2 separate regions of the Macaca mulatta genome follow, and region 2 is linked to region 1. A link is a contact called in public Hi-C data. All regions are on one chromosome and are shown on one strand. Each heading gives the region's core, a stretch centred on a gene start, on an enhancer-like site or on the middle of the called end of the contact. The rest is flanking DNA. Distances are from core to core; before and after follow the strand shown. Region 1 holds the start of SLC6A9 (solute carrier family 6 member 9). Region 2 holds the start of ARTN (artemin).

The links. A called contact is a pair of places that touch in the nucleus more often than the background predicts.
Region 2: a contact with region 1 is called in a Hi-C map of fetal cortex germinal zone, with 1.7 times the contacts expected there. The contact joins the promoter of ARTN here to the promoter of SLC6A9 in region 1. A contact is called at or near these places in 2 of 14 Hi-C or Micro-C datasets (fetal cortex germinal zone and liver).

Annotation. Positions count from the first base shown.
Region 1 is chr1:196,622,354-196,626,142 of T2T-MMU8v2.0, forward strand. It overlaps SLC6A9 (solute carrier family 6 member 9), which reads left to right and starts at 1,805. Exons shown (of 11, transcript XM_077960080.1): 1 at 1,805-1,952. It overlaps LOC114672665 (a long non-coding RNA gene), which reads left to right. Exons shown (of 3, transcript XR_013402943.1): 3 at 1-751.
Region 2 is chr1:196,720,942-196,724,730 of T2T-MMU8v2.0, forward strand. ARTN (artemin) reads right to left here and starts at 1,643. Exons shown (of 5, transcript XM_077960633.1): 1 at 1,506-1,643; 2 at 1,131-1,279.

The DNA.
Region 1 (3,789 bases), core at 555-3,054:
TCTTCACTGTGTTCTTAGCGCTCAGTGCCCTCTTCTAGGCCTGTCCCCAGCCCAGCCTACTGCTGGAAGGGAGAAGGAGGGAGGCCTTTTCCCCTTCATACTCTTCCTTGTCCGCCTTCCTCTACTTGGGGGCCTCTTCAACATCCTCCATCTACCTTCCCTGGGGTGGTATCCCTTTTGATGAGCCCCAGGGAGGAGGCAAGGAGGAAGATCCTAAAAACAATTTATGGAGGAAGTTAAGTCCTGGCAGGAGAGATGTAGAGGGCTTGGACCCCATCTGCCCAGTCCCAGGATTTGGGCACACACACAACTACACAGACCTGCTGCAGTGCACACAGTCTTCCACAGATGTACCTACACAAATACACAATCAGGGGCTCAGGCGTCTGGGGGCACAGACACAACAGGTTGCCCAGATCCAGGTGTGTGTGCACACAACTCACACAAGAAACACCTGCACTTGGTTTGTAGAATAAAAATCCCAAGCATACTATATCTACTAGGTTTGGGGACAAAGTGAAAATGAAAATAATCTTGCTGATAAGACTAAGGTGTCTTCCCAGATCTGATCAGGAGTCCAATGTGAATAGGAGACAATAGAGAGCTGTCTTTGTACTTTGGCTCTGAGAAAGGTTTGTGGAATGGACTGCGTGTGGCCTGAAAGAGCTTGCATTGCAGGGAATGCCTGGGCTTGATGCCTGTTATCTTGTTCAGTGCCTCTGATAAATTAATAAACTGCAATCTCACTCAACAATTGGTTTCACGTGAGTTTGGCATGTATTGGGGGCTGACAGTCCCAAGGAAAAAAATTAAACTGTTTCATGACCAGAAAATGGTGAGGACTCAGGGTCCAAAGTAGAAATTGCCTCTGTAGGTTGGGCCCCTTCCCTGAGCAGATGCCCCACTCAGGTTGGGGCAAAAACCAGTTCCTCTGACAGTACTAACTGGCCACTTTCCCTGAAAGGTGGTGGCTCTCACAAGGTATGCAAATGTGGGAGCCTCATTCCACATGCCAGGCACCCCTCCCCAGAGGCAGCCTGGAGCAACGGGCTTTACATACACACACATGCATTTCCTTAGCCCCTTCTCTCCATTTCACAGTGGAGGAAACCGAGGCTCACAATGCTCCTTTTGGCAAAGACTTTTTTTTTAGCTGAGATTGTAACCCAGGTCTGTCTCACCATGGAAGGAGGAGGGATCCCAGGTTGGTGTCTGCAGCCCCTGTAACACCACCTCAAAAGTAGAGCTGACCAAGCCGGTGGTCCAGGAGGGAAATTTGAGAAAGGGCTCCTCTAGTTCCAAGGAGTAGGACCTAGGCCTTACCCAGCAGTGCCCACAGTCTCTAGCGGCTCTGCTCCAAAGGGAATGGAATTTGCTCTGACTTCTCTCTAGGGGAAACGCAGGCGCAGAAGGCCAGGGGCCTGGAGGGCTAACTCCAGCCTCAGCCCCCCAAAGTGCCCCAGGCCTTCTGGCTTTATTCCACCCTAGCCCGAAGGGGACCACATCTGCTTGCTCAAGGGCCCCAGCTGGAGGGCAGCGAGGCAGGGGCGGAGAAGGGGGCTCCTTTGTGGAGCCACCGGGGGTTCGTGGGGATCAATCATCTGAAAGCTGGAGAGACTTGTAATTTTATTCCCTGGGAGGAGGAGCCTGAGAAGTCTGCACGGGGGGAGGGGATGGGATGGAGAGGGGAGGACGGCCAGGGGAGCTCTTCGGGTAGGGGAGGGACTTGGCTAGATCTCCCAAGCCTTCTCCACTCTTCAAACTTTCACCAAACTCTTAGCCCCCGCCTCCCCGAAACCAAAACACAACAGGCTGTGGAAGAGCTGCGAGCGGCGCGGCGGGGCGGGCGCGGCACAGAGCCTCGGGAAGCTGATGCAACTTTCACTTTAAGAAAGCCACCTGGGCGCACCGCGGTGCGGACCCAGCACGCCTGGGCAGGGGGCTGCAGCATGGTAAGGGGGCTGGGGGAAGGGAACGCTGGGGCCCGCGCCTCCGTCGGTCCTGCCGTCGGTCTGAGCCGACGCGGGGCTGAGCCCCAGGACCAGCGTGTGCATATATGTGTGTGTGTGTGTGTGTGTGTGTGTGATCGCGCATGTATGCGGGCATCTGTGGGTAAGAGTGTGGGTGCACGCACCGGGATGTCTGTCTCGCCGCAAAGGTCGGGGTAGGTGCGCGCGGCTGGGTGTCACCGCTGTCACCAAGGAGCTGAAGCGGGAGGGAGAGGGAAGCGGGGGGAGCTCCTGCGTGGGGTGGGGGGGGCGCCAGACGCCGGTTAGATCGGGGGCGGCGGGCGCAGGCTGTGCGGGTAGCGCCGGAGCCAGAGCGTGGCACGGTCCGTCCGGGGAGCCAGTGGTTCTGCGCTCTGGGGGCCTGAGGGGGTCGATAATCGGCCGTGCCTGCGCCTAGCGTGCGGGCTCCCGCGCGCTCCAACGCCTCTCAGCTCCCGCCAGCCTGGCTGCCTGTCTGGTCCCTCCAGCCGGCCTGCCTCCCCATCTGCCCTCCCGGTGCCGGTGCCGGTGCCTGTGCCCGTGCGCTCGCGGGACCCGGGAAGCCGCGCGGGAGAGTCCTGGCGCACTCAGCTTCTCTTTGTCCGCGCTCTGGCCGCGGCTTTGGGAAGGGACTGCGAGCGAGCGAGGAGTTCTTTGGGGGATGCTACCCTGGAAAGAATCCGTGCCCTCCCCACCCCAACCCTCATTACCGGCACGCCTAGGGCGGGGCCGGGCGGCCGCAGGTGAGGGCAGGGGCCTAGCAGCCCTGGGCGCCCACCCCCGGCCGGCGCTCCGCACCCGGCAGCCACTGCAGATCGCGAGCCGGCGGCGGGGCCGGGCGGGAGAGTGGGGCTTGCCCCGAGGGCCGGGAGGGGCCGGAGCCGGCCCGGGGGCGGGGCCGTGGGGCGGGGACCTCGGCGCCCCGGTACTTTTCCACCGCAGGGGCCGGGGGCGGGGCCGCCGCCTCCACGCCAGCTGAGGCCCACACGTGGCGGCTGATGTAACGCCCGTGCCCCTACATCTCTCTCCCGATTAAAGCGGACGCGCCCCGCTTCGAGGAACCGGGACGCTGCGGGCGGTGCCGCTGCTCTGAGACCGACCGCGCCCCTGCCTGCTGGCCCGGGGCCTCCGCGCCTCGGGCCCGCAGATACCTAAAGGAGCCGCACCCCCTTTCGGGCCTGCTCTCGGCAAGCCACACCCCCTCGCGGATCACTCTTAAAGGAGACTGGACCCCAGCTCGCTGACAGCTTCCGCACAAAGCGCGGTCTATTTCTCCGCTGAAAGGAGCGTGAGGGTACGGCCGTTGGGAAATGAAGGCTGCGGGGCGAGGAATGGGGAAGGAGAGAATAACCTGAAAGGTTAAAGACTCCCAAAGTGAGGGAGCATCAGAAGGTTGGAGAGTAGTGGGTGAGGGGACTGGTTCTAGCGACTAATGGGCGACACTGAGCATGCTCAAGTGTTTCCAACGACCGCAGAGAAAACGCCCCCTTTACTTGGCCTATGCGGCGACTGCGCTGTACCCGCTCAGTTCCCGGCTCTGGAAACACAGAAGCAGCACACCTCTGCCCTGAAGAACTCTCCATCTAGTGGGGAGCCAGACTTGGGCACGAGGAAGCATGCCGCAGTTGCTACGTGTGGCAAGCGTGCTGAGACGTACGCAGTGTGGGGGTACAGTAGGAAGGCTGACAGCAACGGGGAGAACCTAGGAAGGCTTCATGAAGATAATAGCATTGGGATAGGTTTTGAGGATGCGTAGGATATATACAGGTGGATATCAGGACAAGGGTGCTCAAAAAAGAGG
Region 2 (3,789 bases), core at 393-2,892, 98 kb after region 1:
TTTTTCCAGATGAGCAAACAAGGCTCAGAGAAGCTCAGAGGTTGTCTAAGGTTACAAGGTCACACAGCTAGAGGGGAGAGAGGGGTCCTCTTTTCCCAGAACCTTCCTGCTCTGTGCTGTAGGGCTGGAGATGCTGGAAGTGGCTGGAGGGAGTTGTAGCTGGACACACTTGGTCCTGCAAAGGCCTTCACCCCAGGCTGCGGGAAAGGAAGCTGAGGCCTGGAGAAGAATGAGAGTGCTAGTTGGTCACTCTAAGAGTTATCTAATAATAGTGAGCTCCAAGCCTCAAGCTGTGCTGCCCACCAAGAGCTGCTTCACCTTGCCCCTCTGTGAACTGTGTTCTGGACCCAGAGCCACCTGAGTTCTCTCCTCTGACCATAGGGGTCCCCCAATGATCACAGAGCCGGGGGATGGTGGGACCCTCGGAAAACATGGGGCCTGGGCCATGGCTTCCTGTGGCCACCAGGGGGCAGAGCCTGCCAAGCCTGCAGATTCCAAGCAGGGTGGGCTCTTCCATCCCCTCAGCTACACTCAGGCCTGAGCCACTCCCAGGAGGGCCAGCTAGGCTTCCATACCAGCCTGGTCTCTGAGAGCTGAGCTACCCTGAGAGCTGGTCTAGGGCTGTCCCCTTCCCAGCCTCCTATGGATCTGGCAGTGTAGTCATGCTCCTAGAAGTTTCCGCCTTGAGCCATCGTTCCTGATTCCAGCCAGCCTCTCCTGAGCTCCCACTTCTGGCACTCCCAAACACCCTTTTGGGGCCCCAGAGCCTTCATAAGTCCTCATTAGCCAACCTCCTCTTGGGTCCCAGCTGCCACCCTCATCCCCATCCTCTAGCACACAGAATGCCTGCACACCTGTGGAACAGACCCCCAGGCCTTCCTGGGGTGGTCCTCCAGGTCCTGGTGTGCGACTCTTGGCTAAGTGGAAACAGGGCCTCCGGGCCAGGCCAGTGACTGTTCTCCGTGATGGAGAGAAAGGCAGGCAGGGCAGCCTTAGGAGCCCTCTGCGCTAGGGGGAGCCCGGGAGCAGGTCTCTTGAGGGCAGCTCAGGCCTTGCCTCCTACCTCCTTGTGGTCTAGGGCCATTTGGTTTTCTAGCCCTTGCCTCCCCATCCACCAGCCCGCTACTCACCACGGGGTCCTGCACCGTGTTCTTCTAGGCACCTTTCCGGGGACCAGTGCTGGGCTTTCCCCCGAAGCTCAAACGGCGCATGCCCAGGACTGTGCACCTCGCAGTGCCTCTTTTAGCCAAAAGTGTGGCCTTGGCAGCCAGTCTGCACCCTGTAGCGGCAGCGGGAGCGTCACATTACCGTGGGCCGGCAAGGCCAGCACAGTGCAACAAGCGACAAGAGGGACTGAGGGCCTGGGAGGGGCAGAGAACTGTGCCGAGGGCCCAAGAGAGGGAGGATGCAAGAAAGGAGATCAGGGGGGTGGTCCTGTCCACTCCCCCAGCCCAGGAGCGTCCATCCAGGGCTGGCACCAGAAACAGGCAAGTGGGCTGGCTTACCTCGGGTGTGGGGCTCCAGGTCCGGGTGGCAGCGAGGGCTGGGGCCCAAGGGACCTGCTGCTGGCGGAGCCCGCGGGCCTTGTCTGGAGGCCGGGCCCAACTCCATCCCTCAGCAGCCTCATGCCCGCCGCCGCAGCCGTCCGGTGTCAAATTCCAGCCCCGGCGTCACCAGATCCTGGGGTGGGGCTGGGAGCGCCCCTGCCCCGCCCCACCTTTCGGGGCTCACCTGGCTGCTCCACCCGTCGGATCCAGTCCCCCCTAGCTTGGCTAGGTCCCCCGAGGTTGGGAGGGGGGTAGATGCTAGGAGGGGCCCCTCGGATATGGAGAGTAGAGAACTCGAGCGGTAGAGAGGCACGGAAACTGGGAGTTGAGTTTGTAGACACGCGAAGTAGAGAGCCGGGAGGCCGGGCCGAGGGCGGGAGAAAGTGAGTGAGGGCGGGGAGCAAGAGGAAGGCCGGTCCCTGCGTGGGGCGGCTGACTGCTGGTGCCTGCAGATTTGGGGGTCCTGGCTGTCTGCCCTGCAGCAACTGCTCTCTGCTCCACCCGATTCTTCTCTCAGCGGCCAGTTCACCTGCCTCGTTGGGTTGCTAAGCCTCTTCGCAGAAGCTTTCAGGGTCTGACTCTGCTCTAGTCTCCGCACAGCTCACCTCCTGTGCTGCTTAGGGCTTGGAGTATGGACACTCTTGCAAACACGGGGGTCACTGGGGCACAGCAAGGGCAGTTGGCAGAAGTGGGTACTGAGGGCTGAAGGCAGGGGTCACAGAGGAGGAACATCTGAGCTGAGGCTTGAAGTAGGTAGCTGGAGGGCAGCATTTCAGATGCCTAATTATGGCAATTTGGCAAGTGGGGTGAGGGCTGGGTGAGTAACATGGATGGAAAGATCCTAACACTGGGGACCATGGGAGGGTTTTGAGCAGAATGGTGTGATCAGACAGATATTTTTGTGGATGACTCTGGCTGTAGTAAAGAGGATGGGGTTGGAGAGAAAGGTGGAGGCTGCTGCAGAAAGAGGATGAGGTCTGATGCAGGGCGTGAGGGAAGCGTGGGGCTACCAGGCCCCAATCTAGAACACGCAATTTTGAAAATTTGTTGGTGCCTGACTGGATAGGGTGAGGAGGTAGGTAGGCCCTGCAAAAGTGTGCCTTTGGCGGGGTGACTTGGGGGAGGGGTACATCCCGGTTCCTGGGAGGAAAGGCAGGGGCTCATGAGTTCAGTGTTGGACATGTTGAGTTGGAAGGGCCTGTGGTTTATCCAAGTGGAAATGTTCAGGAAGCAGGTGAATCTGTAGCCTGGAGGGAAGCACAGAGAGCTGCGCTGTCAAAGATAATTTGGGAATTGCCAACCAACTGGCAATTGGAAGCTGTGGGCAGGGATGAGAGTACTGGGGATGAGTGTGGACCGGCTGTACCCTGGCTATGCTTCAGAACTACTGAGGACCTTTAAAACCTACCCACATCCGGGCCTCAACCTAGACTGGAATCAGACTTTCCGGGTGGACATGTGCAATTTTCAGATTGCACAGGTGATTCTGGTGCATGGCCAGGGCTCAGAACCATAGCTTGTTTGAAAGTAGTTTCCTGCAGTGGTGAGGACTAGAAGTCAGACCACAGAGAACTGCTGCTGGAGGTGGTGGGGCTGCTGCAGGTGTGCCAGGAGCCCCCTGGGATAGGAGGCCAAGCAGGGAGAAATCTGCTCTGTCACCTCCCACAACCGGCTGCTCAGTTGGGGCACCTGCCTTGGGGCTTTTTCAGCCAGCAATACCTCTTATGGGCATTCAGCTTATGCCCTGTGCAACTCCATGGGGCACCATCCAGGCAGGAACATGTGCATGGTAGTGACCTTATTTCCAGTAGAATATAGAGGAGGTTTCTGGGTTGACCTGTCCCTCAGTCAGGGCCTCCCTTACCCCCTGCTTCTGCCTAAGGCCAGCCACAGTGGGAAGGAGCATGTGGGAGGCTGCTGGTCCTTGGGATGGCCAGGACTGCAGCCTTAGGGCTCACCAGTGGGAGGGCAATCCAGGGCTGCCTGGACTCTTAGATTGGGGTGGGTGAGAGAGGGGTGCAGGGGCCGGCTGACCCACCTACTGCCTGCCAGTGGCAGTGTGATAGGAAGCTCACTTCATGGCCTCAAGTGCAGGCGACAGTCTGGTCTGTCCATTCTCAGGCCTGCCTGGGGATGCTGGGGAAGAGAGGGATCAGACTCTAGGACTCTTAAGAAGGCGAGGTGACATCTTTTCTAAAGTATGACAGAGGATGCCTAGAGGGGAGCTGAAGGGAGAGGGTGT